7 separate regions of the Mus musculus genome follow, and regions 1, 2, 3, 5, 6 and 7 are each linked to region 4. A link is a contact called in public HiChIP or PLAC-seq and promoter capture Hi-C data. All regions are on one chromosome and are shown on one strand. Each heading gives the region's core, a stretch centred on a gene start, on an enhancer-like site or on the middle of the called end of the contact. The rest is flanking DNA. Distances are from core to core; before and after follow the strand shown. Region 1 holds the start of Zfp142 (zinc finger protein 142). Region 2 holds the start of Ttll4 (tubulin tyrosine ligase-like family, member 4). Region 3 holds the start of Bard1 (BRCA1 associated RING domain 1). Region 4 holds the start of Rpl37a (ribosomal protein L37a). Region 5 holds the start of Arpc2 (actin related protein 2/3 complex, subunit 2). Region 6 holds the start of Rufy4 (RUN and FYVE domain containing 4). Region 7 holds the start of Usp37 (ubiquitin specific peptidase 37).

Region 1 (4,068 bases), core at 390-2,889, 1.9 Mb before region 4:
GGCTCCTTTCCGGGCCATAGCCAGAGCCGTACCCACACCTACCAGCCCAAATCCAGCCCCAAAGTAGGGATTGTCTTTAAGGGCCAGAACAAAGTCTGAAAATGGCATCTTGAAAAGAAGCAGCACAGATGCTTATAGGCTCTGAGGCACTGTCAAAACCGAGGGATGGATTGTAGCAGAACTGGAAGAAAGCATAAGACTAGTATAGAAACTAGACCAGTCAATCTTGCTCCGCTCCCTCCCACAGAAGCAAGATGGACAGGTCAGCAGGACTGTGTTTCAGTGGAGTAGGAATGGTGTTGGAATGCCACAGCAAACACCCCAGGCTCTTCAATCCATTTTGCTCTTCAGTTAGACCTTTTGCCAGAAGGCCATTTTGGAGAGTTTCTCAATTCCAAAAAGCAATGTACCCAGCTCCACATCAGGATACTAGAAAGGCAAGACTCTGGTCCCTGGCAAGAGCTAGACAGAAGGGTCCCCACTGAATGGAATCGGCAAAGGTGATTTTTCCATTGCTCTGTCAATGACCACATGCCTTACCATCAGAAATGTCTTTCAAATATCCTCTCCCTTACACCCCGTTCCTAATGTCCTGTACAGACATTTATTACTTCTCACCTAAACTATTTCTTGCAAGTTATTTTGGTTCTTGAGGTGATATTTGAATGGACCTTCAGCACCTGCATCATCCAAACCCACCAATCCCAGACACGCTACAATTCTGTCACTTGTATTCCAGCACCCTTGGTGCCTTGCTCCCATTGGGTTCAAATACCACAGCCGGATACGCAGGGATGCCTACATTAGAATGCGTACCTTTACTAGCAAATCACTACCTACTTCTAGCTCTCTCAGTTCTGTTGGTACCGAATGACCCCCACCCCTTTATTCTAGGCATTCTTTTTCATTGAGATCATATAGTCTACTTCTTCCACGGAGCCTTTTTCTTTTTCTTTTTTTTTTTTTTTGGAGCCTTTTTCAAATTCAACCCAATTAAGATGTGACTAAGCCTAACTTAAGACAATGCCTAAGGGGACAAAATGGCAATTATTTCCAGAACACCTCTCCTTGCAACACTTCTCCACTGCCACTCCTCTGCCTGGCACACCGGCCCACTGGTGAATTGACAGCCGTGACCTCCGCTAAGGCTCGGAGCTGTGATCCAGAATTCCAAAGCACCTTTGCATGGAGAGCCGCTGACGAAGATCTCCTGGCCCCCGGCTCCCGAACCCTGACACACAGCAGCTGACTCCCGGACACCCTATACACAGACCTGCTCGCGCTTCCAGGAACGTGGGAGAGAGAAATCTGTCACTCCGCCCCCTTCCCTCCATGACTCTCTGGCCCTCACACTCGATGGTTTCGCCGGGCCTACGAAGAGGCAGCGCCGCTAGTCCCGCCCCGGACTGCTGCATCTACTTCCGGCCACACCCACCACGGAGTCCTTGCCACTCTTCCCTGCAATTCTCGATGGTTCCGCTTTGGGGCTTCAGAAGGGGGGTACTCAAGGACATAGAGGGGAAACCATAGAGTAGCACGGGCCTTGAAGAGAGACAGAGTGGCTGCCACACGTCAGATTCCTAGAGGCGCCTGGGCCGGGGGCGGCCACATCAAAGGCCCCCGAGGAGCCACTCCAGTCCCAGTCGGACCATAGAGATGCAGCTCCCGCCAGCCCACGGGTAGGAGGTGAGAGAGCGGCTGTCGGCGGGAACCAGGGGAAGTGCGGGCGCTGTGAGCTGAAGGTAAAAGTTTCTCTAGCTCCAGCTTGAGTGGGCCCTGGAGGTGGAGCCCGCGGGAGGAGGTGCTGCGGGGAGCGCGCCGGTGAGAGGGGCGCGGGCGCATCTCTGCTGGACTCGGGCGTCTCAGTCGCGTCACAGCTCCGGGCCCCGCCCGGGTATCCGCTGCCTCTCCTCAGGACCAGAACCGTGACGATGCATCATCCCAAGCCTTGCAGGTTCCAAAACGCCTTTCTCCTCCGCTGTATCTCGTGACTTGGCTGTCGCCCCACAGTGTAAAAGCTGTCGTCGCCGCCGCCTCCACTTTACAGACAGGAAAGCTGAGGTCCTGAGAAGCGAGGCAAGTGCATCGACTCAAGGCTACACGGTGAGTCAAAGCCCAGAGGCGCGTGGGAACTGAGGTGCCTACGCAGGGTTGCCTTGTTCCCCAGGCTTCGGTATCCCTTGCTTCTCCAGTCTCAAAAGCACGTTACTTCTTTCTGGCTCTCTCCTACCTCCTCCCCCGCATCTTCCTGAGGCCATGTGATGGGCTGGAAGACCGCCTAGAGCAGCAATAATTAGTAGTCCGTGGGGGCTGTGATTTCCAAAAAGCCTCGCTGACCACGGAAGTGCACTTCCCTGCCTCCTTCTTGAATTGCTGTCTGTTCCTGCTGTTATGCTTTTTAAAGACATATTTGTTTATTTTATGTATGTGAGTACACGGTTGCTTTCTTCAGACACAGGAGAAAGGGCATCGGATCCTATTAACAGATAGTTGCGAGCCACCATGTGGTTGCTGGGAATTGAACCCAGGACCTCTGGAAGAGCAGTCAGTGCTCTTCATCACTGCGCCATCCCTACAGCCCTCGTGCTGTTTTTACGTGGAGGGATTCTGTAGAATGAGAACTAGCCACTCTCACCTGGCACATACTCAGTGACCCAGTTTTGTTTGAAACAGGGCCTCACTGTTTAGCTCTGTCCTGGAACTCACTATGTAGACCAGGCTGGCCTCAAATTCACAGATACCTGCCTGCCTTTGCCTCCTGAGTCCTGGAAGTTTAAAAAGATTATCTCATTTATTTCAGTCGAGTTGAACAGGACATGCAGTTTAATACCTTTGTTTCTCAGTTGTGTTCCCACTGGAGGCTTTAGTAAGTTAGTGAATTGGAAATTTACCTTGTATTTGAGGAACCACTGGCTTGATACCTTAGTTTAAAAGATCTGGGTTTACTGCAACTCAGCTGGTCCACTAGAATTTCCATTTTGTCTAACTTACCTAGCTTGTTGATGCTTAGGGTCCAGTGAAGTGAAAAATGCCAATAAACTCCTCAAAGCTCCACATTCAGTATTGGGATAGATCATTTGTACAGTGCTTGCCTGGCATGCACAAAGCCCTGGGTTTGATCCCTAACAACACATTTTTTAAAAAGTGTGAGACTAGAGAAATGGCTCAGTGGTTAAGAGTAAATGCTGCTCTTTCTGAGAGCCTGAGTTCAGTTTTCAGCCCCCCAAATCAGGTGTCTGACAAGCACCCCAGCTTCAGGGAGTCCACCACCATTTTCTGGACAGCTGAACTATACATCTAGGAAGGGAGATTGATAGAGAAACAACAGCACAGTGTGGTTTCTGACAGAACTACATACAAAGGCTTTCAGGACAACAGAAAAGAGAAAATTAAGAATGTTAGGACACACTCATAGCAGAAATGTTTGTTTTCTTAAGGAGTATCTGACTAGCTAGACAAGAGATTTTGATGGGTTGAATGGGAGGGGTGAGAAAGTAGAAGGGTCTGTAAGCAAAAAAGTGAGTCAGAGAATGGCAGATCATCAGGTTAGGAGGGCAGAGTGGGAGGGATGCCTGGGGAGGTAGGTCAATGAGGACCATAAGTGAAGGAATCGTATCATATCTATACTGAGGAATAATGAGACCATCGAGTAGTAAGAGAGAGAGCCTTTGACCCCACTCAGTTTTGTTGCCAGGGTTACTTTGCAGGAACCAGAACCTGTAATCTTTAATTTAGTCAGCCTCAGCTTGTTGGTTCTCTACTAATTCTGACTTTTAATCTCATATTTTTGTATTGAATGTTGTTTTGAAAATGTTTAGAATAATAAAGTGTGGCATGTTGCTATAGAAGGAAATGATTAAATGTGTGGGCCAGCTTAAGAGAAATTAAGAGTTCTAACTGTGTGTGTGTATATATATATATATATATATATGTACATATAGCTTTTTTTTTTTTTTTCTGGTTTGTCAGCATTTAGGAGACCACAGCACACAAATCAGTGATAATGACAGACCCTGTGTTGGCATCCCAGCTGGCTAATGGCACTGGGGAGATGGATGGACTGTGCTC
Region 2 (3,643 bases), core at 672-3,171, 2.0 Mb before region 4:
TATCTTTACAAAGAATATACTCATCTCTTCCCCTAAGAATTTTAAAAAGTGTGTATTCTCAAGCTGGACTAAGAAACTGCCAGGACTACATAGAGTCTGTCTCAAAAAACAAACAAACAACAAGAAACTATTGCTGGGATTACATAGGTGGTAACACAGAGCTTTAATCCCAGCGTTCAGGAGGCAGAGGAAGCTGGATCTCTGAGTTCGAGGTCTACAGAGAATGTTCCAGGTCAGTCAGGGCTACACAGAGAAACTCTGTCTAGAAAAACAAAACAAAACAAAACAAAAGAAGAAAGTAAGAAGAGAAAAAGAGCAAACGAACTTACTAAATACTTTTGCTCATGTTTTACTTAAAATAAGTTTTAAAATCCCATGGTCCCACAAAACCTTCCAGGCCTGAGACTTTTAATTTGGTGGTAGTGATTGACTGTCTAGAATGTGTAACTCCCAAGGTTCAATCCCTAGGACCTTAAAAAGATGGGAAGGGCAGGGCAGGCAGAGGCAGGTGCATCTCTGAGTTCAAGATCTATCGAGTGAGTTCCAGACAGCCAGGGCTGCACAGAGAAACCCTGTCTCAAAAACAAAAACAAACAAACAAAAAAACTAAAGTCACTTGGAAACTACAAGTCAGGAAATAGATTCATTTTAAGTTAAGTCTTGGGCCCTAATAAGCCCAGCTCACAGAATGGCTCCCAACAAACACAACTGAGCTCGGACCTCTGTTCAGGCCATGCTGTATCTTTCTAAAGCTACTTTGTAACTTGAATATCTTCCCACTTCTTCACTCCCTGAGAACATTTGATAACTTTCAGGGCCAGGCTTAGAGTCTAATCAGTAAATCGCTAGTAACTTTCCAGACAATAAAGGGAATAGTTTTTATGCAAATAATCTCAGTATTGCAACAATTGAAGGCATAGGATCCAACGGTACCTGCTCTTAAAGGCTCCTCCAGATTACTGCTGATTGGCCAAATCAACAGGCGCTGAAATTGAGATTCGGAATATTCAAAATGACTCCATAAAGGAAGGGTTTCAAATGCTGATTAAAACATTTCCAAGATTCAGAACCGGAATGTAAAGACTGAAGGTGGGGTGACGTATTTTTCCAAACAAATCGCGGTTAAGCGCTTCACTTCTACCACAGCACATACATCAGTATGGCAAATGCTTTCTTGATTAAAAATCTCTTGTTCTATAAACTCTCGAAAACACGTTTGTCTTGCTCACCAATGTACCCTCCCTAGGAACCTTACATAGTGGCTTCACTCGTTACCTACTTGTCGATGTTTATAAAAGCTGTAAATTATTAAATGAAAAAAAATGGCTGGATAAATGAGTTAAATTAGGATCTCAGCTTCTGGAATGTAGGAAAGTGTGTATGGATAACTCAGAGTGGGGTCAGGAAAAAGCAGGCCCTGAAAAGAGCCGGGATTTCAACCCAAGCCAGAATTTAAACCGCAGCGCGGCGGGAAAGAGGACACGCTGAAACCAGGACCGAGAAGGGTGTGGGGCTCGGGCCGCCCGAGGAGAAGCCAACGAAGTTCTCCCCGCGTGGAGGCTGCCGAGGAGGACTCGAGAGAGGGCCCGGGAGGAGGCCCCGGTCTCCGACTCACCAGAGAAAGGCGAGGTGGCGAACCGGAAGCGGGGTTGGGGGCCGGTGCCAAGGGCTGGGGCCGAGGCACGCGGGAACGGCCGGCCGGGGTCGGACACCAGCTCTGCGACCACACTCACCTACGGTACCCTACTTCGCCGCGACTGGACGCCGGCTCCGCGCCGCTTCTTCGCTGCGCCTGCTGGGCGAGCGGGCGACCTCAGGTGTCCCTAGCAACCAAGCTCCGCCACGCGACCCACGCTCTGCCGCTTTCTGTCCCACACAGAGCGCGCCCCCAGCGGACAGATCTAAGGCCAGAAAGGAATGGGAGGGGGAGGGCCCGAGGCAAGCGCGCCGAATCCCAGCCCTTGTGCAGCCTAGAGAATGGGGGGGGGGGGGGGGGGAGAAGGAGGGACTTGGGGGGAGGGAGAGAGAAAGTGCAAGGAATTTGCGCACGCGCAAACTTGTCGACACGGTGGAACTCTTGCGAGCGGAATTCTGGGAACTGTAGTCCTGCAAGTAAAGGCTCCGTTCTGGGAATCCACGATTCATTCTACCTAACCACTATGGACTCTGACCATACAGCGCCAAGACTCTATTAAAGAATTCCTACCAAAATTCCATGAGTTTGAGGCAAGTAAGAGGAAGTGGCTCAAGGCACTTTAACTCTCTCCCACTCACCTTTCCCTAAATCCAAACACGGAGCGGGACGAGACAAAGCAAGACATAACTACAACTACCAGTTTTATGGGCTTCGAGTGAGAACTTTACCTAAGTGTGAGTCCTTTCATAATCTCTCCACGCAGAATAGATCCCCCTGTTTCAGATGTCGCTGGATCTATTAAATTTAGAGAACTATAAAGTCAGCTGGATGGCAAAAGGAGCTTTCTCAAACAGGCTATGATAATTAACGATATAACTAACCTGATGAGGCCTGGGCACCGGTTGTGCACTTCTTTAACCCCACCATTCGGTAGGCTGAGGCAGGTGGATCTCTGAGTATGAGGACAGCCTGGTCTGCAGAGTGAGTTCAGATCAGCTAGGGCTATGCAGAGAAAAACTAGCCTGGTGAAAACAATTTGAACTTAGTAGCAAAATACTTAAGCAACAGTCATTGACAGATGTTGAACTATGAAAGGGTTACTTATCAATTTTAGATCAGGAAATCTAGGGCAATTATCTAGTTTGTCTCCTGATGAGATTTGGATTACACAGCAATATTTATAAAGTATGGCTTATTTTACAAAATGTTAAATTTTAACAATTTAAAAGCTGAATCTAATCAAGCATTGACTCTAACTTCAGTATACAGGATATAGAGGAAAACAATTGAGTAATGCTATAGAATCAGATAAATTCAGAATTTTAACCAATATACAGTATAAATGAACTTTCTTAGACAAAATGGGAGTGCTGGAGCTGAAGAAAAATGTTGGGAGCCGCGCCCACATTCGCCGTTACAAGATGGCGCTGACAGCTGTGTTCTAAGTGGTAAACAAATAATCTGCGCATGTGCCAAGGGTATCTTATGACTACTTGTGCTCTGCCTTCCCCGTGACGTCAACTCGGCCGATGGGCTGCAGCCAATCAGGGAGTGACACGTCCTAGGCGAAGGAGAATTCTCCTTAATAGGGACGGGGTTTCGTTTTCTCTCTCTCTTGCTTCTTGCTCTCTTGCTTCTTGCTCTCTTGCTTCTTACACTCTTGCTCCTGAAGATGTAAGCAATAAAGTTTTGCCGCAGAAGATTCTGGTCTGTGGTGTTCTTCCTGGCCGGGCGTGAGAACGCGTCTAATAACAATTGGTGCCGAATTCCGGGACGAGAAAAAACTCGGGACTGGCGCAAGGAAGATCCCTCATTCCAGAACCAGAACTGCGGGTCGCGGTAATAAAGGTTCCCGTAAAGCAGACTGTTAAGAAGGATTCAACTGTATGAATTCAGAACTTTTCAGCTGGGGAACGAGAGTACCAGTGAGTATAGCTTTACGAGGTAAGCCTGGCCTTGAACTTTCTAAGGAAATTCAAGACAGTCTATCAGAAGTAAAGTGGAAAA
Region 3 (3,905 bases), core at 519-3,018, 1.6 Mb after region 4:
AGTGGGGGTTTCCCCACTAGGTTCTTTCAGGGGCAGACACATTGGTTCAGTCCCACACTGAATTTAGCCTCAAGTTGTAGTATTCATAGGAGGCTTGAGTCAGATAATTAAGTGAAGCACTTGCGATATATAAGAGTCCAAGAACTCAAACTCTCAGCTCTATTTAGAGCTTTATATTACATGTCCACCCTGGTTCTATAAATGCTCATATAAATGTGCATGCTATGAACTGTGAGGTTAAAAGTACCTGAGAGACTCTACATTCAGGATCAGGAAAACCTTTCAAGCATTGATGTTTGAGCTGAGATCTGAAGGAGTACTGCCTAAGAGGAAAATTCCAGGTTCCAAAGTGAATCTTTGTGTAAAAGCCCAGAGGCAGCTGGACCTAGGCTTTTGATGAAGAAAAGCTCCACGGGAGAATAATGGCATGCTTTCCCAGGTTGGCATAGGCCTCATATCTCATCAAAGAAATAGCTTTAGAGTTTTATTTGTTTGTTTGTTTGTTTATTTATTTGAGATAGGGTTTGTCTTGACTGTCTCAGAACTCTGTTGACTAGGCTGGCTTTGAACTCAGAGATCCACCTGCTCTTCCCCCCCCCTCCCCCCATTTCCATGCCTCTAGTGCTGGGATTAAAGGACCTTCCAGGCCTTTCCACCTTTAGAGTTTAATCAGGGTAGTGCCAAGACTAATTTTGTGTTTGGTAATGTCTTGTATATCTTTAGTGAGGCCTAAGGATGGGAGGCAATCTAGGCAGATGTGTGGATTCCAGTAAGAAGGAACAACTTTAAGGTAAACAGAGGCAGCTGGGGCGGTTAAGCAGAGACAGAGAAATAAAAGGGGATATGCAAGAATGTGTTCATAGGTTGGAAGCTGTGGAGAGGGCGGGCTGTGCTTGCCCAGTGTTAATATTCAGATCCGCAGGAGGGTCTATGGATTTGGCTGGTAGAATACTTCTAGCATAAAGGAGGCTCTAAACTCAGTTCAGCACCATGTAAGCTGGGCGTGGTGGTGCATATCTGTAATCCCCTATCGCGCAGAGGTGGAGGATCGCAAACTGAGAAGTTCAAGGTCACCCTTAGCTTCACAGTTTAAGCTAGGTTGGCAAACAGACGCCGTTTCAAAAAAAAAAAAAAAAAAAAAATCCCCGGGGAGGGTAGACCCTCTAGCAAACAAAAACGTTTTATGCAGTTTATCATATTTTAAAAGCACACCAGAACTTCTAAGAGATGCCCTTGGTCGGATATTTACAGCTAGTTAAAAAGTGAAATTGAAACTTAGTATTTAGCGGATTCTTATATCCTACAGCAAGGAGAAAAAGAGAACTTTCTTATATAAAGGGTAGTACTTTTATTGTCATGGGAAAAGCTTGTCCAAGTTCAACAGTAGCTTGAATGCCACTCTTTGTAGATGGCTTCAGCGGCAAGCTCCTGAGGCTATGGGAGGGTTAGAATCCAACTTCTAGGTAAGCACAGTTTCAGTAAACTGAGAGGGGGTGGGAATGAAACCCATGGGGAGCCCCGCCTCTTTGAAGGCGTGGCCTGAGGCCCCGCCGCTCAGTTTCCCGCTCAGGAAGTTTGAGCGCGCTATACCCCGCCTCCTAGGGCCACAGGCCTAGGTGACTTCTCCCCACGCCTCCTCAACCCCGCGCCTTGGCACTTTGGTTTCCGCGGTCCGCCCTACACCTCCTGAGGGCGTGGCCTCTCAAGCCTCGCCTCTCCATTTCCGGAACTTGGACCGCATTACTAAAGCCCCGCCCTCAGGCCTTGAGGGCGTGGCCTAAAGCCGGGTCCTTCCATCTCTGAGTTTTACCGCGTTTCAGCCTCCGAGCCGGAGGCGTCCGACCAATTCAGAGACTCCGCACGCAGCAGGATCCGGCGGTGACCAGCGGGGTGCGGCGCTAGAGCAAACCTGACCTCCCCTCCTCTGTGGGAATGCCACGCCGGCCGCCGAGGGTCTGCTCTGGGAACCAGCCTGCTCCCGTGCCCGCCATGGAGCCGGCTACCGACGGGCTTTGGGCCCACAGCCGCGCGGCGCTTGCCCGCCTGGAGAAGCTGCTGCGCTGCTCCCGCTGGTAAGGACCGGCCTGGCGACCTAGTGTCGTCTGTCCCTCCGTGTCCCACTCCTGAGTTTTCTGAGTGGCTTCCCAGCCACCTGCAACGAAGATGACTCAAACGGCACTTTTCGAATTTTCGCGGGAGAACTGCCTTCGGGGCGTGGCTCAAAGCGCAGCTCGTTGGTCACTCCCCGAAGGTGACGCTCGGAGCTGAGCCGAGCTAGTGCTGCTGGGGTCCTGGAGTTCGGTCCTCTGGGAGCGTGGTCCCGTGGTTGCGTGCGGGGCACAACAGCCCCTGTGAGGCTGACCTTTTGGTCCTTTCTCTAGTAGCAGGCTCGGCGTGGGGAATGGGAGGCTAGGGACCTGGTGACCGGTAGTTTGGCGATGGCAGTTTGTTGAGCATCGCAATTTTAACTTAGTTAGATTATGGCCCTGTACCACTGATCCTCCAACATGCCCTCTCTTGGATTTTATTCAGTCTGAAATGCACTCCTAAGTGGTACTTTCTTACCTGAGGCTGTTTATCGAATACTACCAAGAAATATACTTCTTTCCCCTTTTTTCTCTTTGGCAGTAGCGAATGTTAAGCCTTCAGTCTTTACTACAAATACAGTGTTAACTGCAACTTTTTTTTTTTTTTTTAAAGTTAACTGGCAACAAACTTTGCACTTACGTTAAATTATTCTTTTTTTTTTTTTTTTTTTTTTTTTTTTACAAACTCTTAGTATTTGAAAGAATGGCATTGTATTTCTTAGGAGAGTGGCGATTCTGTTAACATGAACACGTTCTGAGTTCTGCTTGTGTTTTCCTAAAGCATACGGATCATCCTGGGTGTAGACATACATCGGAAACTCAACTTCTAGTTGCAGTAGCAGGCCAGTGATGACGCACATGTTGGATCTCAATCTGTGGGTCGCGACCACTGGGACACACATTTAGGTCTTAGGAACGGAGACCCAGCTTAGTAGCAAAATTACAGTTATGAAGTAGCAAAGAAAAGAATGGTATGGTTTAGGGTCACCACAACGTTTGGAACTATATTGAAGGGGTTGTAGCATCAGGGAAGGTTGAGACCCAACCACTGCTTTAAATAGTTGAACCACAGTTAAACTCAGATGGAAACACATATTCTTCCACTTAGAATGTGTCAGACCACATGAGTTCAGGTTCCAGCCACATCTTTGGTCTTCTCTGTACCTCAGTAATAATGGTTTGCTCATTCACATATTAATTTGCTAATATTGAGATTTGATAATAAACATGTAATGAATACATACCAAACAGTGTTCCGAGTATGGAGAGCCCATTCGTGAGCAAAGCTTCCTTCCCAATGTTTCTGTAACCCTGCCTCAGGGATCCCAAGAAAAAATTAAATACATGTAAGTTGTTTCCTGTGGTGACTATCCAAAATGGACACAAAAAGATGTGATGAGAAAATGATTTAGTCTGCTTGCTGAGCCATTTGGAAGAGACTAACTAGATAAAGTAATATGAATAATCTGTAGGTTGTCCTAAAATTAAACAACCAGTTTCCCTTTTTACCAACTGCCAGCTCTTTTAAACTAAGCGAGCTAGCTTACCGTAAGAGTCAAGGGCCTGAAGATAATAGTAATTAGGCTCAGGCTGTACTATGCCACATCCAGTTGTCCAGAGAATATGAGGTTCCTGTGGTCTTGTTTTTCTTTTTTTCAGTTTATTAAACTCTGCTAAATGAGTTTATTTTAACTACTAGAGGATATAAGCTCATATAGGACTTTGAATTAATTTTTCCCTGTGAAGTGTCAATAAATATTACTTAGGTTTTTCAGTCACAAATCATCTCTACTTTCTTTAAAAGGGTTAAAAGGCTGG
Region 4 (3,880 bases), core at 673-3,172:
CTGTAGACAGGATAGAGGAGGCCTATGATAAGTTTTAAGCCTACACCCCCAAACCAAACAGCCAGACCACACACTGTGTATGAATAGTCAGTCACCTATCAGGACAGAGCACTTGCTACCACTACTCCTTGTGCACTCAAGCTGCTCTTAAACACACTCAGACTGTTTTTTCAATACCAAGGCGTCAAGAAAAACTGCAACCCACATGTTCACCTCCTCAGCAACTAGCCACACTCAGAGGGCCATGCTGGAAGTATAAAAACACCACACCACTTGGATACCAGACTTCTGGCCAGCAAACTCAGGGGTGGAGGGGCAGCTGTTGGTTTGAGATGCTAAAGCTCTTAAGAACAAAGCAAACAATGACAGGAGGCTTCATTTCAACAACATCTGGCTCTGTCAAGGTCATAGCACTAAATATGCCCAAACAGCCTCCAATGTTCTATACAATCCCGAGTCAATTAACCTCAAACCATTTTATAGAAATAACTTGTAGTGTTAAGTCAAGTCCAGCACAAACACCAATGGACTTAGATCAACTGTAATTTTCCAAAGAGCATGGTGACTGTACAATTCAAAAGGAATATGAGAATCAAAGTCTGAACTTCTTCTTTTTTTTTTTTTCCCCCGAGACAGGGTTTCTCTGTGTAGCCCTGGCTGTCCTGGAACTCACTTTGTAGACCAGGCTGGGCTCGAACTCAGAAATCCGCCTACCTCTACCTCCCGAGTGCTGGGATTAAAGGCGTGCGCCACCACGCCCGGCTCTGAGCTTTTATCTATAACCATAACTTTGTTTTTGAGACAGGGTTTCACTGTATAGCCCTGACCAAAAACTATTAACTTTTAAACCCAAACTCATGATTTGCTTTAAACTAAAACAAATCCGATATGCACCAGACCTGGAACACGGGCTGTGCAGTCCATAGCCTTTCCTATACCACAGGAGAAAACACTCACTTGTAGGTCCAGGCCCCACCGGCCACTGTTTTCATGCAGGAACCACAGTGCCAGATGCCGACGGCTCGTCTCTTCATCTTGGTCTGTAAGTAGTTAAGATCTTGTTATGAAATATATATAAAAAAAAAATCCCTGAGACTTCCAGAGAGTAAACTATGGAAAAGCCAGCTTATCCATTAGCAGTTAAATTCTAGTAACCCAAGCAGAGTATTATTTACAGGCTAAACAGACCTCTTTGGGGTTGGTACAGATGCGCTGACATCGCTATCAATTTCCCAAGATCGGACTTTTTCCTCTCCAAACCATTCACCCTTAAGTTCCTCACTAGTTGCAAGTAAACAACGAATGCTCCGCAAAAAGCGAGCCCAAACCGCCTTAGCTCGGGAGCAATGGCACCCTCCTCCCTAACCCGAGGCCGACTTGCCTTGCCACAGAAGGAGCAAGTGTACTTGGCGTGCTGGCTGATTTCAATTTTCTTCACCATTTTCCGGAGGGAGGCACCATAGCGGGTCCCGTACTTGCCGACGATGCCGACCTTCTTGGTGCGTTTAGCCTGTTGACAGAGGAAAGGAACGGAGCAGAGACATTGAGCCAGTCGGTGCACGCCAACGCGCCGCTGAGCACAAACTCGGCTGAATCCTGTTTTCCCTCAAGCTCAACCATCAAGGAAGGCGCCCACAGAGCGCCAAAAGGCTCCAGATTGTGCATTAACTACCGCGCTGGGCCAAGCCCCGCCGAGCCGCCTCCGGCCGCGTACGGGGCTCCAGACGCCGGGAGAAGCCCGACAGCAGACAGGACAGGGACAGCACAGACTACCCGAGGTGGGCTGAGAGCGGGACGCCGGAGACTAAGGCAGATGACGATGGATAGCGACTTCCAAAGCGGTTACGAAGACACTCACCATGTCGCCGGAACCCAAGCCCAAGTCCGAAGAGGAAGGGACGCAATGCGCATGCGCGGTTTTAGACCGGCGAGCGGAAGTGACGCGACCTCCTCTCTCGGAAGTGAACTCGGTGTTCTGGCGGTTTATTCGCTGTCTCCACTGAGAAATGCATAGATGCGCAGAAGTGGTTCACGAGCTGGAAGCACATCCTTCTTAGCTTACACATAACCAAAGTTCTGCAGAGCAGATGCGATTTCTTGCGTTCTGCTCGCGAAGAGACGGGTTTTAGGTGGCTTGCCTTTAAGTGTTTAAAGCGCGACGTTTGTGACTGAGGCGCATTGCCTTCCCACTATATTATACTTCGGAAAATCGCCAGGCCGGGTGCTAGATGCTGGCCATAGTAAACGCCTAGGATCCGCTCCCAGGCCGAGTTACAGTTCGGCTGGGAGACAGTCATATTCGTCACGATTAAGAGTTACGAAATGGGCTGGAGAGATGGCTCAGCGATTAAGAGCGCAGACTGCTCTTCTGAAGGTCCTGAGTTCAAATCCCAGCAACCACATGGTGGCTCACAACCATCCATAATGAGATCTGATGCCCTCTTCTGGAGTGTCTGAAGACAGCTGCAGTGTACTTACATATAATAAATAAATAAATCTAAAAAAAAAAAAAAAAAGAGTTACGAAATGTTGCTGATCAGAGTTCTGGGGATAATGTAAGGAATAGAGGCTACTTGAACCCAAGACCCTAAAGTGGTGGTTCTCTTTCTTTCTTTTTTTGGGGGGGAGGGGAGGGAGGTTTGGAGACAGGGTTTCTCTGTGTAGCCCTGGCTGTCCTGGAACTCACTCTGTAGACCAGGCTGGCCTCGAACTCAGAAATCCGCCTGCCTCTGCCTCCCAAGTGCTGGGATTAAAGGCGTGTGCCACCACGCCTGGCTCTGAAATTTTTAAACACTTCTCTCTCCTAAGATTTTCTTAAACTTTAAGATTTCCAGTGGGAAATGATGTTAGTGTTTGATTTTAAAGAAGTCTGTCTTGGGGCTAGAAAGAGGGCTCATTGACTCTGCTTTCCACCCACATGGTGGCTCAAAAGTGCGTGTAACTCTACTTTTAGGAGACTCCTTGTGACCTCACGTGGTCCACAGATATGTGTACAAGAAAAATATCTATACATAGAAAATAAATAAATATTCGGAAAGATTTGTCTTTTTTTTTTTTTTAAAAAAAGAACTGATTCTCTTTGTAATGTGAAAGTTTGTGAAACTCTTAATTCTTAAGTATTTTTGTACATTATTTATTTAATTTTTCCTCTATTTGTTTTGTTTTCCTCTTGGAACATGTAATTTGGGGCTAGCATTTATGAGTCTACCATAATTTGAGATTGTGTTTATTTATTTATGTGTTTATTTGTATTGGGATTGAACCTAGGGCTTCATACATACTACCCAAGTTACTATAATTGAACTGTATACCCAGCCTTTTCTTATTTTTTATTCTGATACAAGGTCTCATTAAGTTGTCCAACTTTGAACTCCCTTTACAATTCAGGTAGTCCTTTATCTTGCCATGCCAGCTTTTTGAGTAGCTAAATACAGGCCCAGGATGGTTACATTGCTCTTTTTAGTGACTTTTAGTCTTTTTGACTCTAATTCATTGTAAGAAAGACATCTTACACAGCGACCCACTTCATACAAATCTAGTAAAATCAAGAATCCCATAAAACAGTATATGCCATTATGTGTGTTATACTCCAGTTTCTAGCATATTGTAGCATATTCTCTCTTTGCTAGCTTATTAAAAACATGCCAGTTGCTATATACTTCATAAATGGTTCTCAGCCATGGAGATCTTGTTTACCCTCTCCTTCCCAGGACACAGCAATATCTGCAGACATTTGATAAGGGTGGCGTTATCCTCTAGTGAGGAAGAGGACAATGATTTATGCATAGACAACTACACACACACATACATACACACATGTACTCAGACATCACACCTGGTCTGTGCCAAGACTGAAAAACCCTACACTGTATTATTTTTG
Region 5 (3,905 bases), core at 996-3,495, 1.5 Mb before region 4:
CTGGGATTACAAGCACATCACACCCAGTCTGGCCTGCCTTTTTCTTTTTTCTTTGATACAAAGTCTCACTAGGGCCTAGAACTTTTGTTCCTCCTGTCTCCTATGAGCTCCTGAAAGCTGGAGTTACAGTTGAATGTGCTTGGACTACAGGCATAGACCACCAACCACAGAACTTTAAGGAGAGTTTTCTAAAAGAAAAAGGGCTACAGAAAGTTCTGAATAATGGGTCACATCTTAGAATCAAGTTATTAATAAGTAAGTGTGAAAGTCCTCCTCCATTTAAAGGCATGCCTCCACTTGAACACACACAGCCATTTATCTTGTAGATCAGCTTGTAACCACCCAGGACTCATTCTTTGCTAGTCAAGACTTGAGAATGTATGTATTAAGATCAGCAGTGAAAATGCAGAAGTTATTTTAACTTCCTCCTTTGTGCTACACTAATTAAAAAAAAAAAAAAGCACGCACCCCCCTCACCCACAGTAAGTGCCCTGTGTTGACTAACTCCAAAACTCAAAATGCAAAGAAGCTGCAGACAAGAAACAAGTGAGGTGCACAAATGCTCAACTGCAGTCCAGGGCAGGAAACAGCATGACACTGAATGCACCAATTCAAGGAATGTCCCATTTTGTTTTGCAGGTAAAATCTGTAACCTTACAAAAGAGACGGAGCAGACAATGTATTCCGAGTAAGTAGTGGGTTCATGCTTTCGATGTCTGTGAACCACAAGTTCATTACAAATGCTTAGAATTAAAGGGGGAGAATGAATGAATTCCCCCTCTCCCAGTCCTCTTCCCTCTGTGGATCGGCAAGCACTTTCCTATTTCTAGTTCCTAGTTCACAGAAAACAGCCTGCACTTATTTCCTAACTGTGAAACCAAAATGTGAAGCCCCACCTTTACCAATGAGGAAATGAGGCAAAGGAATGGCCACAGGCCACCATAAATTAGAACCTAAAACCCAATTCCTCTGCTCAGGTTTTAAATATATTAGAGAGGCAACGCGGCTTTAAGGGAGGAGTTTGCTTTTTTGTGTATGACAGAGAGGGCTGGAAATACGTCCCATATATTAAGATGCTGATGTTATAAATGGTTATCTTAAGAACTTTATAGATTCTGGGAGCAGAAGCAGCTATTAACCCAGTCGGCATTACTACAGAAGAAATCAAAGACCGGGGTCTTTGATAAGAATTTAAGACACACAACCAATAAGTAAATAGAGCAAGCTTGTCTCGAGAGCTAAAGAGAGTGTGGATGGAGAACCGTTGGCTTTGCCTAAAGGATATATAACAAAATGGCTAGTTTCACAGTAGGTTAGAGATTTTTTTTACCCCCCTAGCAGCCTGGGTCTGCTTTCAGTCTTGCCTCCTGCTTTTCCTGGGGTCTCGAGAGATGGGGGTGGGGAAGCAGAATGCTGGTGGCGATCTGGGCCTACACGTTCTTCCCACCTCGCCCTGGGAATTCCTGAAAACTCCATTCAATCCAGCTTCCCCAAAAGGGTCTCTCTGGGTTCGGTACAATGACGGAAAAGACAGAGGGAAGTGCACCCCTCTCTTCCCCCCTGAGGACCGTAGGCTCTCGGGCGTGACTTCTGGCCTCGGCTGCCCTCACGTCCTACAGGTCTCCTGTTCTCTGGCACGCCTTGCCCCTGTCCTCTCGCTGCTTCCGCATCCCTATCTCAGCCTCTCCCCACGCATCTCAGGCCCTCGGCTCACCGCGCCCCGTGGCTTCCCACGTCCATCCTGCCAGGGAAACCCTGAAGCCGCGCCAGGTTCCCGATTTGTCCCCCTCTAGGGCTGGGGAGCTGGACGCCACCCGGGATTTAGCTGGGGTCAACTCGGCCTCCTCCCGGCGTGCGCTTACCCGGCGGCCGCGTTCTCGAACTTGAGCGCGAGCGTCTCCTCGATGATGCGGTTGTTCACCTCCAGCAGGATCATGGCGGCGGCTGCCCCGGGCAGGGGAAGGAGAAACAAGGGCGGTGAGGGTGGGCAATCGAGGGTAGGACGGAGGGAGCGGCCCCGCTGCCCCTGACGAGGGGGGCTGGGTGCGGTAGGTGAGGGGAGAAGGGGACGGGGAGCGGGGTGGGGAGAGGCGGACACACGCGCTGGCCCGGCACGCGCTGCCTGTAGCAGGCAGCCACCACCCGACCGACCTGGCCCCCGAAGCTTCAACCCGCCTGCCGAGCCGCCGCCGCCTCCGCCGCCGCCTTACTTGACGATCCCGGTCCCCGCCCAGCCCCCGGCTCCAGCCGGCCACTTCCGCTCTCACACCCACTTCCGCTCGCCGCCCGCACGCGCGGCCCCGCGGCGCCATTTCCGCTTCGACCTCGCGCGTGCACTCGCCCGCAAGCGCGTCCCGGTGAGGAGGCAGGCAGAGGGCATGCGTGCGCATGCGCCACACGCCGCCCCGCTCCTCCTGACCAGGAGAGTCCTACGCTCACCTGTCATTCCCCGTTGTCCGTACAATCCACCTGCCCCTTTCGCGAATATTCCAGAAGCCTGATTCCACCCTTCCGATATTATTTCAGAAGCCCCCTTAAGAAGCTTGTTTGGGGTGGGGGGGATCCCTTGCTTCCAACTTGTGGGTGCTTTTTGCTCATTCCGTGCTTAGGGCTACCCTGCAGCACCGTTGTGCCTATTCTTCGCCAGCGACTGTTTAGTGGCCATCTCTCCTTCCCAGGGATACAGTGATTAATGCAATAGATGAGGACTTGACCTTCTAAAGCTTATGGTCTGCTAAAAGAAACGCAATAAAAGCCCGGCGTGGTGGCGCACGCCTTTAATCCCAGCACTCAGGAGGCAGAGGCAAGCCTGGTCTACAAAGTGAGTTCCAGGACAGCCAGGGCTATACAGAGAAACCCTGTCTCGAAAAACCAAAACCAAAAAAAAAAAAAAAACAAAAACAAAAAACCAACAACAACAAAAACGCAATAAATTCCACGTTGTTATTGGGCAATAAAGGAAAGGAATCCAGATGGGCCTTAGGGATTCCTGTCATACCTTTATTTCTTTGCTTAAGTGCCGCCACCGCCACCTGTCCTTTCAGCTTGGGTACCATGTTTCCACTTTTTTCTCTTCCAGGAACAATTTTAATTAAGCCTCTTCTCCATGCAATAAAAAAAAAAATTTTGTTTGATATTGATCAGAGGACACCTTTTGGTAGTCAGTTCCCTTCTCTCTCCAACACATGGATCCTGAGAATTGAACTCAGGTCATCGGGCTTAACAACAGGCACAACTTGCTGAGCCACGCCCTGGCCCTGTTTGTCCAGATTTTTGAAAGAGGGACTTGCTCTGTAGCTCTGGCTAGCCTTGAACATGTATTGGTGTCTCCAAGTTCTGGGATTCTCAGTTCACACCAATATGCCTTTCTTACTTCATTTCAGTTGTCTCTAAAAAAATCTTTTTTGCTGCTTGTGGTGAGGCATACTTTTAATCCTAGCACTCGGGAGGTGGAGACAGGCAGATTTCTGTGTGTTCCAGGCCAGTCTGTTCTACACAGCAAGTTCCAAGCAAGCCAGAACTGCATGGTGAGACCTTGTCTCTTGTCTCAAAGCAAATGAACAAATATGGAATTCTAAGATTTATTATTATAGGGAGAGTACATGTGCATCGTGGTTGTTGAGTGGAGGCTGGAGGACAGCTTTTGGACATTGGTTATCTTCTTCCACTGTGGAATCCTGGGATGAAAGTCAGGTCATCAGCCTTGCCTAGCAAGTACTTTACCTGCTGAGCCATCTCTCAAACCCCAAAGCACAAATGTGTATGCTAAGCAATAGAGTCCCACTAGCTTTGCTAAAGATGACACCTACGACGTGTCTAATCTTTGCCTGAGTTATTATTTTTTTTTCAAGAAGTTGACAACAGCATCGTCTTTCTCACACTGAGGCCATAGGCCCCTCAGGTTT
Region 6 (4,037 bases), core at 312-2,811, 1.4 Mb before region 4:
TTTTTTTCTGTTTCTTTTTTTTATTAGGTATTTTCCTCATTTACATTTCCAATGCTATCCCAAAAGTCCCCCATACCCACCCCCACAATCCCCTACCCACCCACTCCCCCTTTTTGGCCCTGGCGTTCCCCTGTACTGGGGCATATAAAGTTTGCAAGTCCAATGGGCCTCTCTTTCCAGTGATGGCTGACTAGGCCATCTTTTGATACATATGCAGCTAGAGACAAGAGCTCCGGGGTACTGGTTAGTTCATATTGTTGTTCCACCTATAGGGTTGCAGTTCCCTTTAGCTCCTTGGGTACTTTCTCTAGCTCCTCCATTGGGGGCCCTATGATCCATCTAATAGCTGACTGTGAGCATCCACTTCTGTGTTTTCTAGGCCCCGGCATAGTCTCATAAGAGACAGCCATATCTGGGTCCTTTCAGCAAAATCTTGCTAGTGCATGCAATGGTATCAGCAGTCTCTACTTATTGAGCTATCACTGGTGTTGGTCACCCTGGCCATTGCTGACATCTTTGTCTCATTCAATCCCCTTAGTAGCCTCCAGAGCATAGCATTACACATGGTGACTAGGCACAGAGAGGGTAAATCTCAGCCCAGTATCACAAAGCTGTAAGCTGAGCTCAGACTTCCTTATGAGTCGAACAGAATGCCTGCACCATGGGGACACCCAGCTAGGGGAACTGTCACCTCCTTTCCCCCGGACTAGCCCCTGAGCCTCAGCAGAGTGTCATTGCCTTGGGACCCACATTCATCCTTTCCAGGGCCCCAGCTGAGTGGAAAATGTATGTTCTCTGGGAAAGCATGCAGAAGTAGACAGAGGGTGCAACATTGGGACTGAACCAATGTTCGGTGTGGGGAGCAGGGTGCCTGGTTTGAATCCCACCACCCTCTCTCGTAGAACTCTACTTCTGTCTCTCAAGGGTCCTGGGGCTCAGAGAGGGATACTGTTGCCCTTGAAGGATGTTGAATGAGCTTAGGCTGAGATCCTGGCATCAAAAGCCAGGCCAGGTGTCCAGCTTCCCAGGCAGGAGTGCTGGAGTTTGTGGGCAGGGTAGCTCTGGCATGATCCTGTAGCAGTGGATCATGGGGGGAAGAAAGGGAAAAGAAGAAAAGAAAGGCTAGGACAGCAGTGCATGGGGCCCAGGATCGGGAGTCAGAAGATAAAGGTCCCGTCCTGGACTGGTCACCCTTTCTTAGGCTCCACTTTCCTGACCTGTACACCAAGGGTTAGACAGAAGTTCTCTACAAGCTGGGCGTGGTGGCGCACGCCTTTAATCCCAGCACTGGAGAGGCAGAGGCAGGCGGATTTCTGAGTTCGAGGCCAGCCTGGGCTACAAAGTAAGCTCCAGGACAGCCAGGGCTATACAGAGAAACCCTGTCTCAAAAAAACAAAAAACAAAAAACAAACAAAAAAGAAGTTCTCTACAGACCTTTTCTAGGGTCTCTCTACCTAATCCCCAAGCCCAGGGACTCCCGTGCTCACCTGAGAAAAGCTTGTCTGTTTGGGATGTGGGCAGGATTCTGTAGCCTGAGTATGTCCCTTGTGACTGTGGGCTCTGCACAGTCTTTTCCAGCTCTCCTGCCTGGGGAGTGACTCAGCCCAGCCTGAAGGGGGCTGGACCAACCCTGGCCAGGGAGAAGTGGTAGAGAAAGATCAGGGCACTGAGGCAGAATGGGTGGCTTCCTCAAAGTCATCTGGCATGAGGCCAGTTGGTGGCAAAACACAACACCGGCAGGGGCTTCCTTTCCCGGGCACCTGCTCCTGTCTTTCTGTCTTGTTGCCAGTAGATGGCGGAAAGGGGCTGACAGAAGCGCTAGTGGGCTCCTTTTCTCGAGTTGTCTCTTCTGTCACTGGACTGAAAGTGACACAGGTGGGGAGAAGGGGCAAACGGCCACCAAGTGTCTTTCTCCCTCCTCTTACCCCAGCCAGCTGCGGGATCCCAGTCAGTGTTGGGGTGCCTTCCTTCCAGCCCTGGTACCCACTTCCCGGGGATGGAAACGCCAGGTGGGCTGCTCGGTGTAGGGTGGTCTTTCCCGCTGCTCTCGTTCAACTTCCTGGTGCTGGGGTCATCCTTTTTCTAGGCCAGGCTGGCATGTCACTTAAAACCAAGGGTTAGGGACTTCTAGAACTACTTTTACGAGCTCGAGGAACTACTTGTAAGTAGGGCTCAGAGCGATCCCCAAACGTGCTGTTCTCTGCTCCATGTCCCGCCCTTCTGCCCGGTGCAGAGCCAGATCTAACCCCGGCGCTCCCCTCGTCCTCCATGCCACCGTCTCTGTCCCTTCAGATCCCTTCTCTGGTGTCAGTCTCTCAGTCGCTCACTAGTCACGGCGTCGCTCTCTTGCGTTCCCAGTTCAGCCTGTCCCGGGGATCCCGCCGCCGCCCCTCCCGCCTTCCCGCGCCCTCGGGTCCCCTCCCCGCCTTCTGCCTCCAGCGTCCGTGTCGCCGCCCCTCGCCAGGCCCCGCACTCCCACTGCCTGGCAGAGCGGTGGCGGAGGCGGAGGCGGACTCCGACGGGGCGGGCCGGGGGCGTCGCCCTTCTTCCCCACGTCGCAGACGCCTGGGGCCGAGAGGTCGCTGGGGCTGGGGGGCGGGCCGGCTCGCGGGTAGTCCGCGTCCCCGCCCCGGGCCCGCCGGGTCCCGGGCCGGATGGGCTGCACCGTGAGCCTGGTGTGCTGCGAGGCGCTCGAGCCTCTGCCCTCCTGCGGCCCGCAGCCCCCCGGGACTCCGCCGGGCCCCGCGCGGCCCGAGCGCTGTGAGCCCGGGGGTGCGGCGCCCGACCCGAGGAGGCGGCTGCTGCTTCAGGTAGGGAGCTGTGGGCCGGATGCGGGCAGCGGGCACGGCAGAGCCCGGTCCATCTGGGACAGTAAGGAGTCTGGGAAGGTGTAGGTAGGAGAGTGGGAGGGCCCTGCAGTCAGTTCTGTGGAGGTCACACCTGGGCCTCTGGTGTCCTTGAAGGGCAAATACCTGTGAGACGTTGGTGCCAGGTCTGTGATCCACTGCTAGAGAAATTGAAGCAGGGAGGTTCTAAGCCAAGGCCAGCATAGTGAGATCGTTTCTCCAACAAACTAAAACCAACCAAATCCCCCAACTCAAACTCTCCCAAACACCAAAACTAGTAAGACAAAAAACCCAAAACAAGCAAGAAGAAAGAGGAAAAAGCAAGAGGCAGAGAGAGGGAGGCAGCAGGCTATTAGTGAGAATTTGGAACCACCCAAGGGTGCTGGGGTGAGGAGAGAAAGGTTAATATCCTCTTAGCTTGGAGTGGGGGGGGGGGGGGCAGAATGGTGGCTGTCTTGGTGTTTTCTACCAGGAGGAACGGGGCTGTCAGAGCCAGCAGGGCCCACAGTAGGATCTGAGGAGGTGGGTGGGTCCAGTAGAGTCCCCCTTTCTCCTCCCTCCTATTCTTTTCTCGGTGAGTCTTGGAACCTGGATGCTGAAAAGTGACCAGGAGCAAAAATAGTGATGACCAGGGAAGCAGGCTGGCTGGACACCCCGGGCTTTGCATAGGCTCTGTATTTTCCTGGAGAGGAAAAAAAATGGTGTTTTGTATCAGCAGGGACTGGCCATCTCTAGTTCAGCCCTTGCAGAACCCTAGTCTCCCTCTCGGGATAGGAGGAGCAGTCTCATGGGATGGTGTGCTGACTTTGTTCTGGGCGAGACTGGGGCCCTTCAGTTCCTTCTCCACTGGAGGCCAGCAGAGTTAGCGTTGACTCCAAGTGCATCCTGCAACCACATCCCAGGGCACCTCCATACGGACAGAGGCGGGCCGATATGGCAATATGTACTTATGCACATGTTTTTGTGAGTGCGTCAAGTGCCCAAGACTCTCCTCTGCACCACTTGACTGGCTACACCACTAGGGCACAGATGAGAGCATATTGGTGGTTATATGCCACAGGCAGAGGCACAGGGTTGGGAACTTGTAAATGGAACGCTCTATCCTGCAAGGTGGTAGACAGTGACTGGTCACAATGAATGATAGATCTGGGGACGGAATTGTCATCTGTGTCCCAAAGTGGCTGGTGTCCT
Region 7 (4,015 bases), core at 1,141-3,640, 1.8 Mb before region 4:
TTAACTCCGGTCAATACACTTGGCAACAAGTGACTTTACCCACTAGGCCACCTCACTGGTTCCTGAGCAATGTGTTCCTGTCTAGGTCTCAGTTACACTTAGCTGAGTCGCTTGCTTTTTTTCTTCCCTTTTGAGACTGCATCTTACTGTGTATCTCAGGCTGGCCTAAATAAAACGCTCTGTAGACCAGGCTGCCCTTGAATGCAGAGATCTGCCTGCCTCTGCTTCCCTGGGTGCTGGGATTAAAAGCATTGTCATGCCAATCAGATTGTTTACTTTTGGGAGGAGTCTCTGGAGACTGAACCAAGGGTGTCACACATGCCAGATCAAATATTCTCCTATAATTAATATCTCTACCCATCTTTTTAAAAATGTTTTCTGAGATAGTCTTATTAAATTGCCAGGCTGGTCTTGAACTTGTGATCTGCCTGTCTGAGCTGATATTACAGAGGTGCTGCCACCACCCTCTGGAGGATGTTTTTCTTTTCTTTTTGGTCAGGATATCACTATGCTATCATGGTGGCCTGAACTTTCCATATAGACCAGGCTGGCCTCAAAATTCACAGAAATCCCAAGCACGGCTGTCCTAAATATTTCTTTTTATACTTGAAGTTAAGGTAGTTTTTCATATTTTATTTAGTCATTATGTTACGTTGTCTCATAATGTAATCTAAATACATTATTTTCCTGATAGCATTTCCCCTTGGTGAAACAAAGTGAAACTGGCCTTTGGAAGTGTCTTTAAACTATGCTGCTTCCAGTATGGTTGTGAGTGTAGCCATTCAGTCAGCATTATTTGAGTGCTTACCTTACTGTAGTAGGAACTGTCCCAGTGGTGGGGAAAACAAGTGAACAGGCCTCACCAAATACTTGCCCCTGACTTACAGAGTACAGACAACCCACAAGTAAAAGTAAAATAAAATATAAAAGTCTAGTAATTAAACCGTGGGATCGGTGCTCTATATGAGAAAATGTTGGGGTTACAAGCTACTATGAATATGGTCGGAAAAAGTCACTCTGAGGTAAACTTGTGTGTATGTATGGAGGCAGAGTCCTAAGAAAGACATTCCAGGTAGAGAATATGTAACAGAAAAGTTCATATACTTCTTGGTCGGAGCTTAGGGAGCAAGTGACAAAAACCAAGCCCATAAACGTGACTAAGGACCACATCATACAGGGCTTGTAGGCCAGGGAAGGAGTCTACTTTCTCTAAATTTAACCGAAAGCCATAGTACGACTCTAGGGAGGTATAATACATGATTTGCTTTTCTTGTTAAAAGATAAAACGCGAGGCGTGAGGAAGTCTTTCCTCATGCAAAAAGCAAGTGGCTTGAGCTAGAAGCCCATTTCCGAACCACTGAGATGTGCCTAGGCGAGGAAGTCTAGGATCACGGGACCAGAGCGAATGGCCGTGGCAGTATCCTCATCCCCGCCGACGCCCAGCATTCACAACCCGCGTCCAGATAAACTGACGCCAGGCGCAAAGGAATCAATGAATGGCCTGCTGGGGCAGCGCGGGGCGCGGGACCAGGCCTTGGCGCTGGCAAACAACGCGAGAGGCCGCGCGCCAGGCCAGGAGAGGGGGCGGGAGGGGATGAGAGGGAACAGCGGGGGTCCGGCTCCGCCACGGTCGGCGTGTGGAGACCCCCAGACCTTGCGACTAGGGGCAGGAGCAGCTGGACTCAGGGCCCGGATCTGGGAGCTAGAAAACAGGCTGAGACGGACATCCGAGCGGGAGCAACCACTCACCGCTGCCGTTGCCAGGCTGTGCATGTTTGGAGCGGCCGCCGCACTCCTCCTCCCGCCGGACGCACCGGACCCGCGTCCCAGCTTCAGCGGCTCTGATGCCCAAGATGAAGTGCCGCCATCCGCCTCCGCCTCGCTCCGCCCCCTTCGCGGGCCTTTGACCTCTCACCTCTGACCCTCCGCCCACCCAGCCCTTTCCCGCCTCCCGGACCTCGGCCTAGCAAATAATCTCAAAGTATGTTCTTTGAACCTTCAGATTCGGGATCAAAATGACGTCTGCAAACTACTGGCCCTCGTATCCCCACAGCATCGCAGGTAAATCCTTTGAGAGACGTGAACTCTGACTTTCTCCCGAAGGCCAGACAAGGGCGGGAAAAGGCCAGCAGGCTTGGAAGGACACGAATTGCGCATGCTCAAGCGGTTGCGCGTGAGGAAAATGGTAGGAGGGCCAAAGTTGGTAAAGTGGACGGTGCGCATGTGTATTACAGTGTCGTCACGGCGGGGGCGGGGCCGCCCGGGTTAGGGGCTGGGCATGGTGAGGGGCAGAGCGAATGCTTGAGGGGCGGGACTTGCGCGCTTACGCGCACGCGCCTGGACTGGTTGCGTCGAGAGTGCGTGCGTCCGTACGTGTTTGCGTGTAGTCATAGTTCCCGCCATCAGCGGGTTTAGGTGTGCTAGGAGAGAGACCGGCCTCGCTCTCTGGGGCTAGTAGAGCCCCTTCCTTCCGAGCCTTTCGGCTCCACCCCCTCCGCGGGAACTTTGTGCTTCCGGCAAGCTTGTCCGGAGCTGGGACCCTCTAGCGCAGGTAAGACGAGCCGGGACAGCTTCTGAATTGAGCCGTTTTCCCCGGCACCCCCACCCCACCCCTGCGGTCCGCCCACTCGGCGTCCACTTCAGAGTTCTCCCGGCTGCTGCTTAGCCCGCCCCGGGTCCTTGGATACCCAATGCCTTACAGGTGCCCCGTTCGAGTGTTGCCCCCTTTACTTCTCCTTTAACGCGTCCGTGTTGTCACTTGCTTTCTGCATTCTAAATCTGGCCTCTCTTCACCAAGGTTCAGGTGGTCTCAGCGTACCTCCCTGCAAGGCCTGCTGTCTTTACAGGTGACTTTGTTGCCACATATCCATTAAAACCTTGACTGCGATATTCACACGCCCGCTTGACCATTCTTTACTTTCCTACTCCTCTTAGACATTACTCGCTGAAAGGGAGTGTAATTTTTGTCGTGCCTTTGGTTGCTACCCATATCTAGCCAGGACACTGACGGTGTCTATTGAACCAATTTTAAATCAAAATCTGGAGAAAAATAAAAAGGTAATAAAGTTCCGTGTCGTTGGAGAGTTGTACTGTAGTGTTTTTCAGATATTCCTTTGGCGAGTTAACAGTACCTGATGAGTCTATAGTTGAAAGAACTAATCTAAGAGGGAATGTTAAGGGGGCATTTTGGTTTATTGTGTTAAGTATTAGAGGAGGCTTCTGGGCCAGACAGATAGGCTCTAGTGTGTTTGTATGATGTTTGTCATTTGTCATGTTAATATTTGGGTGAATATTCAAAAGAATAGTGTTGCATACTGGCAAAAGGAAAAGGAGGGACTGAAGACCCAAGGACAGATGTAATCAGTTGGTAAGAAATTTTGTCAGGGTAAATGATTTGGTTTTGGACTGGGGTTCTCCCCTGTTGTACTTCCATTTCTCTCTAAGCTTTAAATTCTGCTATATGTTGATAACTTGAGATTTTCTTATTTTCAGCTCCATATTCAAATAGCCAACTGTCTGCTTAACATCTCAGCTTGATTTTTTCTCCCCTTAGGAATTTCAAATATGATACCTTTAAAAACTGGAGTCAATCTGTCTCTTGTACCCAAATTCTCTCCTTTCCAGTGTCCACTACACCACAAGCGGCATGCATGTCCATTTTGATGACACATAGCCATTTGTTCAGTGACACTGGGTAGAAGCTTGAGAAGCAGTCTTGATTTCTTCATCCTATGTGTTCATATCCTTTCCAAGTTCTGTTTTACTTCTAATATATGTTTTGCATTTATTTCTGACCTTCTTCACTTTGACTTTTCTAATTCAAACCACAGTTCTTTTTCATAGGGACTTGATCTCCCTTATTCCTATTCTCACCTGTAGAATAGGAGTAAGAGTTCTTAGCTTACCTGGGTAATGGGAGGCAGGGGCAGATGGATCTCCGAGTTCAAGACCAGCTTGGACTACAGAGTGAGTTCCAGGATAGCTGGGGTTGGGGGGGTGGCGGTACACAGAAAAA

Evidence for each region. Promoter capture Hi-C pulls out the DNA fragments that hold promoters and counts their contacts. HiChIP or PLAC-seq counts read pairs in DNA pulled down with a chosen protein or histone mark. Capture Hi-C pulls out chosen DNA fragments and counts their contacts.
Region 1: a contact with region 4 is called in a promoter capture Hi-C map of adipose tissue, with 2.9 times the contacts expected there. The contact joins the promoter of Zfp142 here to the promoter of Rpl37a in region 4. A contact is called at or near these places in 1 of 39 promoter capture datasets (pre-B cells), 2 of 484 Hi-C or Micro-C datasets (CD4 T cells and CD8 T cells) and 1 of 9 other capture datasets (adipose tissue).
Region 2: a contact with region 4 is called in a promoter capture Hi-C map of adipose tissue, with 3 times the contacts expected there. The contact joins the promoter of Ttll4 here to the promoter of Rpl37a in region 4. A contact is called at or near these places in 2 of 39 promoter capture datasets (liver and pre-B cells), 1 of 484 Hi-C or Micro-C datasets (the G1E-ER4 cell line) and 1 of 9 other capture datasets (adipose tissue).
Region 3: a promoter capture Hi-C map of pre-B cells shows a contact between it and region 4. The contact joins the promoter of Bard1 here to the promoter of Rpl37a in region 4. A contact is called at or near these places in 4 of 39 promoter capture datasets (the 3T3-L1 cell line, liver, neutrophils and 1 more), 4 of 484 Hi-C or Micro-C datasets (B cells, CD4 T cells, CD8 T cells and 1 more) and 3 of 9 other capture datasets (adipose tissue, liver and macrophages).
Region 5: a contact with region 4 is called in a FOXA1 HiChIP or PLAC-seq map of pancreatic cancer cells. The contact joins the promoter of Arpc2 here to the promoter of Rpl37a in region 4. A contact is called at or near these places in 3 of 39 promoter capture datasets (hippocampal neurons, liver and pre-B cells), 3 of 115 datasets of contacts at active chromatin or transcription factors (astrocytes, pancreatic cancer cells and stem cell-derived neural progenitor cells) and 2 of 9 other capture datasets (embryonic stem cells and liver).
Region 6: a promoter capture Hi-C map of hippocampal neurons shows a contact between it and region 4, with 5 times the contacts expected there. The contact joins the promoter of Rufy4 here to the promoter of Rpl37a in region 4. A contact is called at or near these places in 3 of 39 promoter capture datasets (hippocampal neurons, liver and pre-B cells), 4 of 115 datasets of contacts at active chromatin or transcription factors (embryonic stem cells and large pre-B cells) and 1 of 9 other capture datasets (adipose tissue).
Region 7: a contact with region 4 is called in a promoter capture Hi-C map of pre-B cells, with 7 times the contacts expected there. The contact joins the promoter of Usp37 here to the promoter of Rpl37a in region 4. A contact is called at or near these places in 2 of 39 promoter capture datasets (liver and pre-B cells), 1 of 484 Hi-C or Micro-C datasets (CD4 T cells) and 1 of 115 datasets of contacts at active chromatin or transcription factors (thymic regulatory T cells).

What each region holds. Positions count from the first base shown.
Region 1 is chr1:74,585,599-74,589,666 of GRCm38.p6, reverse strand. It overlaps Zfp142 (zinc finger protein 142), which reads left to right and starts at 1,639. Exons shown (of 9, transcript NM_001310668.1): 1 at 1,639-2,103; 2 at 3,970-4,068. The coding sequence starts at 4,004. Bcs1l (BCS1-like (yeast)) reads right to left here and starts at 1,378. Exons shown (of 8, transcript NM_001305652.1): 1 at 1,274-1,378; 2 at 1-181. The coding sequence starts at 108.
Region 2 is chr1:74,659,980-74,663,622 of GRCm38.p6, reverse strand. Ttll4 (tubulin tyrosine ligase-like family, member 4) reads right to left here and starts at 1,921. Exons shown (of 20, transcript NM_001014974.2): 1 at 1,734-1,921.
Region 3 is chr1:71,100,835-71,104,739 of GRCm38.p6, reverse strand. Bard1 (BRCA1 associated RING domain 1) reads left to right here and starts at 1,768. Exons shown (of 11, transcript NM_007525.3): 1 at 1,768-2,072. The coding sequence starts at 1,933.
Region 4 is chr1:72,709,302-72,713,181 of GRCm38.p6, reverse strand. It overlaps Rpl37a (ribosomal protein L37a), which reads right to left and starts at 1,922. Exons shown (of 4, transcript NM_009084.4): 1 at 1,859-1,922; 2 at 1,382-1,510; 3 at 958-1,040. The coding sequence starts at 1,861.
Region 5 is chr1:74,234,857-74,238,761 of GRCm38.p6, reverse strand. It overlaps Arpc2 (actin related protein 2/3 complex, subunit 2), which reads right to left and starts at 2,245. Exons shown (of 10, transcript NM_029711.2): 1 at 1,863-2,245. The coding sequence starts at 1,936.
Region 6 is chr1:74,123,065-74,127,101 of GRCm38.p6, reverse strand. Rufy4 (RUN and FYVE domain containing 4) reads right to left here and starts at 1,561. Exons shown (of 12, transcript NM_001170641.1): 1 at 1,488-1,561. It overlaps Tns1 (tensin 1), which reads left to right and starts at 2,554. Exons shown (of 33, transcript NM_001289895.2): 1 at 2,554-2,810. The coding sequence starts at 2,655.
Region 7 is chr1:74,504,196-74,508,210 of GRCm38.p6, reverse strand. Usp37 (ubiquitin specific peptidase 37) reads left to right here and starts at 2,390. Exons shown (of 24, transcript NM_001310662.1): 1 at 2,390-2,551. It overlaps Cnot9 (CCR4-NOT transcription complex, subunit 9), which reads right to left and starts at 2,151. Exons shown (of 8, transcript NM_021383.5): 1 at 1,750-2,151. The coding sequence starts at 1,773.